2 separate regions of the Rattus norvegicus genome follow, and region 1 is linked to region 2. A link is a contact called in public Hi-C data. All regions are on one chromosome and are shown on one strand. The core of a region is the stretch at or near the end of the contact, and the rest is flanking DNA. Distances in the headings are between cores, read along the strand shown. Region 1 holds the start of Angel1 (angel homolog 1). Region 2 holds the start of Vash1 (vasohibin 1).

Region 1 (6,646 bases), core at 2,891-5,390, 46 kb before region 2:
TTGAACCTAGGTCCTCTGAATAAGCAGGTAGCTCTTGGCTACTGACCTATCTCTTCAGCTCCCTAAGATAAAACTTTAAGCTACACGTGTAGTTCACAATTCTTGGTGCGGTGAGCAGTACTTTCCAGGCCTTGGTCATTAACTTCTACAATCCTGAAGGTAATAGGCAGAGCCATAGCAAAAAAGTTAGGCAGTCAACTTTGCACATGTGCCAAATTAATTCTTCAAAGTATCACAAAGCCTTTTCTTCCGGGTTAGGCAGCATATGCACCTTAAAGTCGTGCTAATGAAGAATGCAGGTGCTCCTCAAAGCCTTTGTCATCACAGCTGAGATTAGTTACAGAGCTCATCCCTCAGATTATTTCTGATGTGCCAAAGCTGGGACATGGGGAAGATCGTGCTTGAAATTTTCCTTTGGTTGAGAGACTGTGGGTCACAGGTGTCATAACTGGGCAGGACTGCTGGTTGGTTCCCTCCTTGGAAGCTTGCATGGTGCCCTGTGGTATCATGAGGGCTAATCCTCAGAGATGAGACATACAGGTCTGACACAGCTCAGGTCGTCCAGATCCTGCATACACGGCTGTCATAAGCAACAGGGCTAACCTTCCATCTCTGAGGAGAACAAAGTGCAACATCGATATCCTAGAGTGCTTGGCAGTTCTTGGATAACCTTGACCAACCACATAGACAAAGCTGCTTTTGTCAGCTCAGATGTGAAATTTTTATTTAAATTATATAGGAGATATCTATATAGCTGTGTATTTTATCTTTGTTTTGTTGTGGTTTTTCCTATGTATAGCCCTGGCTGTCCTGGAACTCACTCTGTAGACCGGGCTGGCCTTGAACTCAGGGATTCACCTGCCTCTGCCTCCCGGGTGCTTATATATTATACATTACATATATTAAATTGTACATAACATGCTATACATATGTGTGTGTGTGTGTGTGTGTGTGTGTGTGTATGTGTGTATAACTGGCTCTCTTGGCAATTCAGCGTAGACCCAACATAACTATAGATGGCTTCTGTCCAAGTTTAAAAACCATAAACAGATGCTCGTCATTCACACAATTCCAGTTTGATCTCCACCAATGCACACTGGGAGTAATGGTGCAAAGCTATACTCCCAACACTTGGGAGGTGGAGGCAGGCAGATCCGAAGTTCAAAGTCATCCTTGGATACATTCTTGGAGCAAGTTTAAGGCCATTCTGGGATACATGAGACCCTATTTGAAAAAGAAAAGAAAGAAAAGGAAAACATTGTGAGCCAACTTTGGCTCAGTGTGAATGTGGAAACTAAGACTCTTAAGAGATTACCCATGAGGCTTCATGGGGACGAAACAGTAGAGCTAGGTTCTGAACTCATGTGGTCGAACTCCAAAGCTTGTGTGATTCCTCAATCATTCTTCATTTTCTAAATAATGTATCTAATTATAAGTCAGGAAAGAGAGAGGGAAACCAGGCTTCGCTGGCTCCTGGGAAAACTTGTGGAAGAACATGGCCATCAGTAAGCTTGTCCGCACTGTGTCTACAACTGTGTCCTGAGCAGCCCAAGGGAGGCTTCTGCAGAAGTTTCCTATCTCAAAATAACTTGATAACTGGGCATGGTGGCACACATCTTTATTTCCAGCACTTAGGAGGCAGAGTCAAAAGGATCCCTGAGTTTGAGGTCAGCTTCATCTACAGAGTGAGTTCCAGGACAGCCAGGATTACACAGAGGAACACATACACATGCACACACACACACACACACACACACACACACACACACACACACCTCAACACTAGCAACTCCCTCCCCCCCAACTTGAGGAATGTTTAAGAGCGTCAGACTTGTGAAGAACAACTCTGGGAGGAGGGTATAGATGTCTGTACTTTAAAGACATTTTCGGGCAAATGGAAGGACTATTGATGTGCACAGTTCTTGATTTAAGGTCTGTTTTGGAACTTGGACTTTCAGATAGATCTTCAAAGAAAGTGGAGAGTTCACTTAAGCCATGTTGAAGGAGTGAGCTTGATGTTGGGGTGCCTTAGATAGCATTAACAGTTGTATGCTGACTTCTAAACGACTTCCCAACCTTTAGATTGCTGGAGTTTGTCTCAGATAAAAGGATGAACGCAGCTGCAAGCAGATAATGAGGGGGGAAATCACAGGGAAGCCAATCACTGATTCTCTCCTTCTTCCTCCTTTTAGTTCGTCAGTATTATGATGTATCCAGCTGGTCCAGGATCTGGTGACTCCCCAGAGGGCTTCCCTGAACAGCCAAGGCTCCAGTCACAAATTGGAAACGGCGCAGCTCAGACACTGGGTATTGGAACTGGGTGTAGTGTGTAGTCTTTCTTCCTTCCTTCCTTCCTTCCTTCCTTCCTTCCTTCCTTCCTTTCTTTCTTTCCCTTCCTTCCTTCCTTTTCTTCCTTCCTTTTCTTCCTTCCTTTAGATCATGGCTGGGGCAGAGGACTGAGGGGAAGAGAAATTCAAAGAGGTCTTTCATTAGCACATACTTGATGCAGGAACTGGCCTTCATTTAAGCAACACATTCTTTATTCAATCATTAGTCCCTTCTATGTGACGGGCTATGTATGTATGTATTTATATATCTATGTATCTATGTATCCAACTATCTATTCATCTATCTATCTATCTATCTATCTATCTATCTATCTATCTATCTATCTATGCATACTATGTATGTATGTATTCATCCATCCATTTATCTATCCACAAGGTCTCACTATGTAGCCCTGGCTCACCTCGGACCCACAGAGATCCACTCAGTCTCCAGAGTGCTAAGATTAAAGGTGTGGCTTGCCCTGCCCAGTTTTAGTTTTGTATCGCTGTGATAAAGCACCATGACCAATGTGATTCATACAAGGAAAGGCTTTTAGGAGCTTACAGTTCGAGAGAGACGAGTCCATGGTGGCAGAGTAGATGCAGCAGGCAGCGGGTGTGTGGATGAACAGAAGCTGAGAGCTGAAGGCTCACAGCTCAAGCAGCAAGCAGCAAAGAGAACTAAGTGAAAATAGTGAGTCTTTCAAAACCTCAAAGCCAGTCCCCAGTGACACTTCTCCAGCAAGGCCACACAGCCTAATCCTCCCCAAAAGGCCACCAACTAGGCACCAAGTATTAAAGTGCTGGAGGCAGATGGGGACCATTTTACTAAACTACCACACTGATTTAGTATTAGCTACAACAGAGATACAGGGCAAACACACCACCAATCAGACTTGGTTCCTGGTATTGAGAAGTCCTTCCTTTCCTTCCAATGGGCCACACCATTTTTCCCTCATGACAAACACACCACCCACCATTCAATCTTGGTCCCTGATTTTATGCAGTCCTCTCTCCCTCCCTCCCTTTCTCCCTTGCTTCCAATGGGACACACTCTTTCCCCATAGCCCACTTGGAACAGGTGGAGGAAGTAAAAATCGTATGCGCTTGAAGCAAGGGAAGACTCCATTTGTGACCTAGAATCTCCTAGCTGGGGGGAAGGAAAGGCCAGAAGAGGTGTGGGAATGAGGAAGAGTACTCTTGGCTCAGAAGGGCTAGCTACAGAAGTTATGGTCAACAGAAGTCTTTGCAAAAAGTCCAGTCCTTTGTATTAGAAATGAGCAAGCGTTAAAAAAAGGCATATGGTGTTCCTGGGGTAGACCTCCTCCTAGTTAGTGGCAAAATTGAAAATAAAACCCTGGTCTCTTTTTTTTTTTTTTTTTTCCGGAGCTGGGGACCGAACCCAGGGCCTTGCACTTCCTAGGCAAGCGCTCTACCACTGAGCTAAATCCCCAACCCCAAAACCCTGGTCTCTTAATACTTCAGAGACTCCTAAGTCCCCGTTAATATTTTTATTATTCATATTTATTTATTTACTTAAATGAACTTTTAAAGTTAGCATAGAGAGTAATGGGTTTCATGCTAGGCTGTTCGGTTGCTATGGAAGCCGGTGCCTTCTAACGCAGCCCCTCCCCTTGCAACCCTCCCTCCTTTCCTCCTTGTTTCCAATAAAGTTGTTGTTGAAGCGACGGTCTGGGGCGGGGCCTGGGCGGTGAGGAGGCGGAGCTTAGGTCGCTCGAGACCAAGACTTGATGGCGTGGGGGCGGAGCCTTGGCGGCGTGGTGGGGCGGGGCTTCGGTGGCGCGGGGCGGAGCCGAACAGAGGAGACCGGTGTGCAGCAGTGTGGAGGGGCGGCGGCGCGGGCAGGCGGCCGGCCATGATCGCGTCGTGCCTATATTACCTGCTGCTGCCGGCCGCGCGCCTCTTCCGCTTCCTCTCAGGTACCGGCCTTGCGTCCTGATGGGCGGGAGCCGGGTCTGCCCCTATTGGGCTCCTGGGGCGGAGCGTCAGGCCGCATGACCGCAGTCCTCTGCCAAGTGTGAGGTGGTCCGCGGGCCGTCCTGGCCCCACGAGGCTTGGGCTGACCGGCGACTCTCGTGGGCAGCCCCTCCTCACGCTGTGGTCTGGTGACGTCGGGCCACGGTTAACGTGGACCCAGGGCTGGGGAAGGGGGCGTCTTCCTTGGCTGTGGCGGTGGTCCTGGGGCAGGCTGAGACACTCCCGGGGATCGGGAGCGGTGGCAACCCGGGACAGGCGAGGACCGGACTTCTCGGCGGGTAGAGTTAGGGAGGGATGTGCCTTTAGGCGGGTGGGCTCACTTCTCACAGGTTTTTTACTGCGACCAGTCATCTGCTGTCCTCTTTGAGCCGACTCTAGTTGAAAAACAGACACGCTCAGAAGCTAGAAGCGTTTAAAACCTCAGTTTTGGAGCAAGTGTTTAGAGAGAACTGTGATAGGTTGATGCTTTAGTGAGGGGGTGGTTGTTACTTCTGCACAACCTTCCTCCGCTCAGTTTTTCTTTGAAGTCCGAAAGAATTCCCCTGTAACTTAGGGGCAGTATCAAGAAGGGTTTTCTTAGAAATAGGACTCCCAACTGCATCCTGTGCTTTTTCTTTCTGGAACTGCACTATCTCAGAGATGGGTACTGTATTTTTATATCAAACATTAGATTTTTTTTTTTTTACAGTGTTGCCGCTAGACTGTCGGCTTCAACAGAGAAGGGCCTTGTCCATATGTTTACAGTATCTTACGCTAACACAGGACTTGCTGGCAGTCATGGGTCCCCGGAGTGTTCAGGAAGGCCTTGGGTGTCCATCTTTCTCAGGAATGGGAAGTCCTACCGAAGTCACTGTATTCAGAGTACCGAGCATTGTGTATATTATATTAAGCATTATTATAATTAAATTATCCGTTAATTATGTGGCTGTCTAGTGGCTACAATGGCAGTTTTACTGTTAGCTCACAGGTTTCCCAATTAATAAATCCTCGAGATTTTAGAGGAGCCCTCCAATCCACATGTTATGAAGTGACAGTTATATTAATTTTATGTATTTGGCATTTTGTAAAAGATTTGTTTAGTAAAGCATCTCCACCAGTATTATTTGCTAAGTTTGAAAGTGAGGGGCTTCATGCCTACCATAAAGCTCTTCTGTCATGTGTTACATGTTTCAAGGATCAGATAATTAGTAAGTTCTTGACTAAATCCCAGCAACCCAACCTGTTGGTTGGGAGCATTCTTGACATAGCAGACCAGTGAGTGAGTCTGTCCTGTGCATTGTTGGATGCTTGATGGTACCCTGATAGAGTTCCTCAGCAGTTCTAGAGACTGCCATTCCCTCAGGGCAAAAATTTGCCTCCCTCACCTAGTTGAAAGAAATACTGACTTAATTTTTAAAAAGATTTATTTATTGTTCTCTGTGTGGGCAAAATGTGTGTGTGTGGTGGTGGACTAGCCATGGGGTGTGTGGAAGTCAGAGGTCACCGTCGTGGGTTCGGTTCCTTCATCCTTTGTGGCAAGTACCTTTCCTCGCTGAGCCGTCTTGCCGGCCCAGATTTACCACTGATTTACAGAGACATAAATTAATATAGTTTGCAAATTGCCATTAATATAGTTGCATTGCCACGTGTCCTGGGAAGTAAATAAGTGCTCTGGACACACATGTGTGCATGTGTGCAGGGGAGGGGGTTGATTTGCTGTCATCAGAACAGGACTTTGAAAGCTCTAATTTTAGAGCCTGCTTTATGGCCTGTTGGCTGTCATTCGTGGATGCTACAGCAGAGATGAGAGCCGTCTGATAACTGTCAGTTGCTGGCACCATTTAATTTGCAGCCTCTGGTGTGTTCTGGAGCAAGAAAGCAGTGAGGTTTGTGAGGATGTTATAGGTGGGATCAACAGCTCTGGAAAGAAGCCTAGGGGTTCTGTTAAAAAGGAAGTTGGTTTTAAGGCCACCCACATCATCATCATCATCATCATCATCATCATCATCATCATCATCATCATCATTATTATTAGGTGCTTTTATAGAGCTTATAGACCTAGAAAACTCTCATGGCTTATCTAGTTTTAACTTCTCTGGTACTCATCTTAAACCCAAGAGTAAGTCGGTCTGCAGGAACATTGCTTAGAGTCAGTTTTGTTAATTTTGTTATAAGTGTATAATTCTCGGTATTACTTCACAACTAAGTGTTATTTCTAATATGTAATATGATTTTCAGGACCTGAGAATTGATGTTAAAAGCTTTCAGGGCTGGAGAAATGACTCAGTAGTTAAGAGCTCTGACTGTTTTTCTAGGGGATCCAGGTGTGATTGATTCCCAAC
Region 2 (6,842 bases), core at 3,408-5,907:
ACCGTGAAGGAAGAGTCAGAAATGACCTAGGATCCCATGCGTGGCCTTGGAAGCTACCTTACCAGGGCAAAGCCAGGTCCAAGAACTGGACAGTCCGGGATTCTAGGGCAACCCCACAGGAAGATTTAATGAGGAACAGAGCAGACAGAACTGGCCATGCTGTGGAATCCAGCTCCTGATTTCAGGGGAGCTCCTGGACAATGGTGCCTCCGAAGTCTCACAGGGGAATGCACCTCAGTCACAAAAGGGTAGTAATGGAACCCACCTTGGCGGGCATCATTGAGCTGTTGCAAGCGACGCTTCAGGACACCGTCAAACACCTGGCTACAGACACGTGCCAAAGACTGTTCAGCACACACTGCCCTGGGCTATCTGGCCCTCTACAGATGCCTGGATTCCCATCTGCAGGTACTCGGTGGCCAAAGCTACAGTTAGGCCTACAGCAGCCGGGCTGGGTAAATGGTTGCTGGGCATTTGAAGGGGACAGCGGCTAGGACACGGCTCCTTATGTGGAAGCACAGCCTGCTGCTGGCTTCTGGGTCCCTGTAGCAACTGCTATGCTTGACATCGCTCTTGCAGAGGCTGCAAGCACCTGTGGCTCATGCCCACGCTGTGCGCCACTGGGGACCTAGTAGATGCTCACCCAGTGAGGTGTTGCACGCTTTCTGCCATCAGTTCACCTCAGTATCCTCATGAAATGGGCATTGCCACGGATCCACTGACAGCTGGGCATGCTGAGGGGCGAGGACACAGCCTCCTCTTATAAGTAGTTACGAGATAGCAAGGGTGAGAGAGGCTTCCCCTCCAGGGCATGGCTTTTACTGCACTGCCCGGCTGCTGTGGATCCAGCTTCCTGCAGAGACTTAGCCAGCAAAACTCATGGAAGGAAGGTGGGTCGAGTCACGGGAAGCTGTAGCAAAACGGGGGAGGGGGAAACGAACCCCAGCCCCTCCCGGCAGCTGTCATAGATGTGGTGTTCCCATTTCTCTTCCTCTCCTGTAAAGATGCCTGAGTATGGATGGATCACGGTGTGAGAAATCTCCTAAAGTTACCATTTAGCTCAAGCAGTCTGTTAAGGCCTTGTGTATTCTAAGAAACCCTTCCAGGGCCCATCACGGGACAGTGTGACCTCTGCAGCAGGTCACATGGGACAGGTCGGGGTCAGGACTTTCTGCAGCTCACAGTATGACACCCAATACTGCTGCTCTTCTCCATAGCGTCTGGGGCTCCTCCACATCCCCTGCACCCTAATGGTTCCCTGAGCCAAAGTAACAGCTGAGCGTCACGCGTCCCCACTTCCTCCGCCCGAGACGCTTTCCTAAAGGCTCAAGACGAGGTTTCAGAATTTCTGAAGCCTCTCATAAAACTCCAACTCCCTACTCTCCTGTCTTCATACTCTCCTCCCCAATGAACAGCTTCATTCATTCAAACATGTCCTTTCTGAGCACGAAGCCTGAGGATAACATTAGTGACTGATCTCTACCGAAGACACTGATGGCCTGAGTCCTCCAAAGCACTGACCATCCTGCCACCCTCCCATGGTCCAATTCAGACAGAACCAAGAGGGCCACACACTGTGGAGCATGTGTGTGACTCTGGCCTCAACAGTCAGATGCTCTGAATGGCACTTCATCTCTCTCCTCCCAACAGTCAGATGATTAGCACATAGTTTCTCACCTCACCTTCTCCACTACCAACCCATTTTACAGACAGGAAAGCTGTGACTCCAGCAGGCTGGGGGTGGGGGCGGGTTGAGGGGCACTGCCTTGAGCTCACCCAGGGAAGGTAGGTGATCCAAAACAATACCCCATAACCACAATGTCACACTTTCTTATTCAAATATTTAAAAATCAAAGCTGGATCCCCGGATTTGTGTTTTAGAATGTTCTGCACAGTGTTTATTGTAAGGCTAAGACAGCAGAAACAATGTCCAGTTTCAGATTAGCTGAATGAATGAGGAGATGATGATGTAGCTGTTCAGAATCTGCCTAGCTCATTCCCCCTGGGAAACATTAGGCAGCAGCTCAACCTTCGACCTCAGATTATCTCTTCCCCAAAACATTTTTTCCCCTCATGGGTCTAGCAATAAACCAGCAAAAGAAAAACAGGCCTGGTTTCTGTTTCTCAGTGACTATTCTCCCTCTCTTCCTTCAGGACTAAGCCTTAGGCTCTGACTTCTGACCAGTGGTCTTGGTACTTGGAGCAGCGCTTCTTTGGACTGAACCATGAACATTAAACACACACGCACACACACGCTATCGTGTGCCTGTACATTTTTAGTATAGTACTGCCCAGCACAGCACATCCCAAATGTCCTTTCATTTAGCAAACGCACCAAGTGTCCACCCTGTGCCAGGCACACAGGAGACCTGGAGAAGACAAAGGTGACTGAGACAGAGGCTCTCCTTGCTCAGCGGCCCTATGGAGGCACTGCTGTGGTGGATGAATTCTAGTCGATGCAGGAGAATAACATCTCTTCCCCACAGGGTCACTGCTAACACCACTGAATCTGGTGCCCACCAGGGCCAAGCAGATGGCACCCCAAGATTTGGTGTGGGAATCCCAACTCCATTTCCCACGTACTTTTGGGTTTCACATCTTAAGTGGGGAACCCGGACTGCACTTCCTTTGGAATGCTGTTTGCCAAACTCAGTAGATAACACAGGAAAATGTTTTCTCATCCTACAAAGCCCTGCACTTTCCCAGACAGTCACCATTAGCCTCAGAGTTTTCTGGCTTCTAAGTGTTCCGAGCCAAAGAGATGCCAAGCCACATCAGTTCTTGGGTTCATCTGTGGTCCTGCTCAGAAAGTCAGGGGGGAGAGCCTCTTGGAGAAAGGGGATTGAGCCTCCCCCACCACATGACTCTAAAAGCACTGGGAAGAAAGTTCTAAACAGGTGGCACCTACCTACCTGTCCCTATAAAATCTTACCTCAATAATGGTCCCTCTACTTCAACCATCAGTTACTTTCTTAGCTCCAATGTAAATAAAACTCATCTTTGTGCCTGGCCCCTCCATGTCTTACCTTGGGCAGGTCGGTAGCCCCACGGATCCGCAGGGCCACCTTCTCTCCATCTGGGTGGATCTTGGCCACATGCTTCCACATCCTTTCCCAGGTGGCCTCGTCCACTGGCAGTCCACCTCGGTTGATGAAAAAAGGGACACCTCCATCTCGTAGGTCCTCGTCCCCTTCCTCTTCGGGCTCCTCGTCTCTCTGTGCAGAGGCCCCTTCGGTGGTCTCCAAACATGTAATGCCAGAGTGGGCAGCGGCAGCAGCAGCAGCAGTGGCGGCGGCAGCAGCAGCGGTGGTGGCGGCTGTGGCTGCGTTCAGGGAGGCACCGCTGCTGCCACTTGGGACCACCTTCTTTCCCCCTGGCATCCCTAAATCCTCAACGGGGGTGGGAGGATGATCAGGAGGCGGAAGGGGGGCGGATAAGTGCCTCACAAGAGGCCTCCCACACACCCGCTATAAAAATAACACATGGTCAAACAGTGCCTGGCCCCTTTAAGAAACCAGGGCGTGGCTCCTGTACAATAAAATACCATTTGGTAAGAATCAGAGCATCAACCTGGAGTGATGGCCAGGTGGGTTGCCCAGGGTCGGCCTTGTTCTGTTTGGAAAACAGGATAAAGAGAACACACCCCAACTTGGCAGCCTGTACAAATCACCCCCGTTTGGCAGCGAGAACAATGACCCACAGCGATCTAGGATGGCCGAGAGGAGAAAAGTGGGGGTCGAGGTGGGGAGACTGAGGCCAGACAGCTTAAGACCTGCAGCTATACCAAAAAGGCGGGCCAAGACACCGGTGCCCACTCCCAGTTTTGGAAAAAACAAATTCCTCTACCAAATTCTTGCTCACTCACACTGGCGCGAGCCGAGGGAGCCCGCGTGAGCTCCGAGTCTGGACCACAGGGGCCAGGGATTCAAGGGTAGAGGGCGATGCACGGTGTGACTTCTCTGTCGCGACCCTCCGGGGAGCTAAGACTCGCAGCTGGTGGGGCGGAGAGGGGGCGCGCGCCGCCGAGCACATTCCAAGCCTGTCTCACTCACAAAGTGGGGCTTTGTCTGGGTCTCCTAGCCCCTAGCCCCGGGGAGCAGCAGTGGAGAGGGCGGGAGGGGAAGGGCGCGGCGGGGAGGCGAGGGCTAGGGGCGCCCGGGCCTGGCGATCCCCGACCTGGCGCGGCTCAGCGGGGGTACCGGGGGCACCTGGCGCGGAACGGTCTCAGCCGAGCCAAAGCGGGGCGCGGAGCCCCAAGCTCAGCCATCGTGGAGAGCGGCTCGGGCGACGCTCGGGGACCGGGCTGAGGTCACTGAGCGGCAGATTTCAGCCGCAGCTTCGCTGCTGGCCACCAACTGCAGCATGAGCGGGCAAAGGATGCTGCGCTAGGGCTCCGGCGGCCAAGCTGAGCGAGGCTGGGCGTGCAGGGCGCGAGCGCAGGTCCTCAGGCTCCGCCCGTGGCGGCGGCTGGAATCGACTGACAAAGCCCAGGCGGGCGCGGGTGCGTGGATCCCCGGGGAGAGCAACAGCCTGAGAAGGTGCAGCCCATCGGCCGATCGCTGCGTCCCGGTTCGGCGAAGCAGAAGCCACCGCGGCCGCCTGCCGGGTCCCCAGCCCTCCCGCCGCCCACCCGGCTTGACTTCGGCTCGCGCCGCGCATGCGCTCCGTCCCCCCCTTAAAGGGCCAGCGTGTTCCCATCGGGTCGTCCTCCTGTTGCCACCACCCCTGGACCCCCCAGCTACAAGTTATTGCAGGGATGCCTTGGACGTTCTTTCGCTTCTCACCTTTCTCTCAGGGCGCTGAGAATTGCAGAGCTGCGGAGGAAGTTTACAACCCGCCACACAGTGCAAACCCCTGGGTGATTCCTAGAGCGGAAGGAATTGTGGTGGTCAGTTGGGAGTTTCCTGAAAGGACACCTCAGCTATAGAAGCAAGACCTGAGTTCTAGATAGCCTTTATGCCTGTCTTCCTTTGGGACTTCCAGTAAATCCTCCCCTTTGCAGGCCTCAGTTTCCCCATCTGTCAACCGAGAGATCACACTGGATGAACTCAGCCATCTGGCTAGTGCTCCTTCAGGGAGGATTTGTAGAGGTTGGCAGTCATTCTGTTGCACTTGGTTGTTTGCTTGGGATCCTGGGAGTGGGTCCCTAGTTCTGGCTTTGGATGTCCCAATCCCTGCACATCTGGTCGGAGACTTGAGCCTTCTCAATCATGGGACCAAGACAGCAACTTAAGGGTAGGAGGGCAGTCTTTTGGGGAGTGTTAGTACACCCAGAATTAGTACAGTTGATTTTGTGTGTGGCTTGTGGACTCTGGAGACCAACATACCCTCTCCTTTCCCAGTAACACAGATCTGCGGGTAACTCCCAAACAAATTTAAGACTCTCTTTCCCTCTACCAGTAGTTGGTATGACTAGCTGTTCCCCGGGAGATGTGTTTTTGTTCCGGACAGATACATAGTTCAGATACTGAAGGTCTCTCAAAGACCTATGTGTCCCCAGATGGTGCTTTTTGGCCATGGCACAACCTCTGGGAGGTGAGGTTTTGTGTGTGTGTGTGTGTGTGTGTGTGTGTGTGTGTGTGTGTGTGTAGAATTTGCTACAAGTATCCCTCTACCCTAATTTCATCTCTGTTGCTGTGATAAGACACTGACCAAATGCAACTTGGAGTTGGAAAGGATTTATTTTGGTCTATACTTCTAGGTTGCATTCCATCACTGAGGGAGGTCATGGGCAGGAACTCAAGACAGAAACCATGGAGGAATGCTGCTTACTGGCTTACTCATTCCTATTTATTTATTTACTTATAGATAAAATCTCACTATGTATCGTAGCACCAGTTGGCCTGGAACTTGATATGTAGACCAGGTTGGTCCTAAACTCAGAGATTTTCCTGCCTCTGCCTCTGGAGTGCTGGGATTAAAGCTACACACCCACAACAAGAGTAGAAAAGACCCCAGAGAATCCCCAGCTCTTCCCCACTGGTTCTTTGAAGTTCCTCATGGTGTCAGGTCTTCCTTATGAGCCTCAGTCACAGCCTTTGTCACCTTCAGTGTCAGGAACCAGGCACGGTCAGTGCTAGGGATGTTTCCAGAAGGCAGAGTTCCAGGGCTCTAAAAAAGTTAGTTAGGCCTGGCTCATCCTAAACTCACCGACGTAAGAAGAGTCTGGGCTTGCAAAGACCACCAGAGATCAGCAGCTGCCGCCGTCTCGTGGTGTAAACAAGGAAGCCTGAATCCCAGGGTGTACGTTCTCCAAGCTGACACAGAACGTAGAGAAGGTCCCCTTACAGTACTTCCTTTCCACCTAATGACACCTGTCTTTCATGTTTGCCCAATGCCCATGGCGAGTTTAAAGTATAGTTGCAAGTTCTCTGCCATCCTTTTGTGAATATCTGAGTCTGATTCCCCTTCCTCTGAACTCGCGCTGAGCTTAAGGTCTTGTCTCTAATGAACAGAAGTAGAGGAGGTGATGCTCTGAGACCCTTAAAGGCCATGTCACAAAAATGAGGTGCTTTCTTCATTCAGAGGACACCAGCCACCATGCTGTGAGAAAGCACAAGTAAGAAAGATGTCACGTGAGGGTGTTCTGGCTGAGATCTCCCAGTAGACCCTCAGCCAACCAAGACAATTGAATCTACAGAAGATTCAGCCCCTGGCCTCTGGCTCTTAGACCCAAGGTCTCAGGCCTGGAACAGAGACAGGTCAACCATATGGACCCTGTCTGAATTTTACAAAGATAGAAATAATACATGACTTTTTTAAAAGCAGGTAAGTGTGAGCAACAGTTTGTGACAGCGTCAGATAATCATCGCCACAGATTTCCTAAAATGAAATAGATTTGG

Evidence for each region. Hi-C and Micro-C count contacts between places; a contact is called where the count stands out from the background.
Region 1: a Hi-C map of mammary epithelial cells shows a contact between it and region 2, with 1.7 times the contacts expected there. The contact joins the promoter of Angel1 here to the promoter of Vash1 in region 2. A contact is called at or near these places in 2 of 12 Hi-C or Micro-C datasets (liver and mammary epithelial cells) and 1 of 1 datasets of contacts at active chromatin or transcription factors (oligodendrocytes).

The regions. Positions count from the first base shown.
Region 1 is chr6:112,103,151-112,109,796 of GRCr8, reverse strand. Angel1 (angel homolog 1) reads left to right here and starts at 4,140. Exons shown (of 10, transcript NM_001108717.1): 1 at 4,140-4,267. The coding sequence starts at 4,204.
Region 2 is chr6:112,057,901-112,064,742 of GRCr8, reverse strand. Vash1 (vasohibin 1) reads right to left here and starts at 4,657. Exons shown (of 7, transcript NM_001427235.1): 1 at 3,027-4,657. The coding sequence starts at 3,380.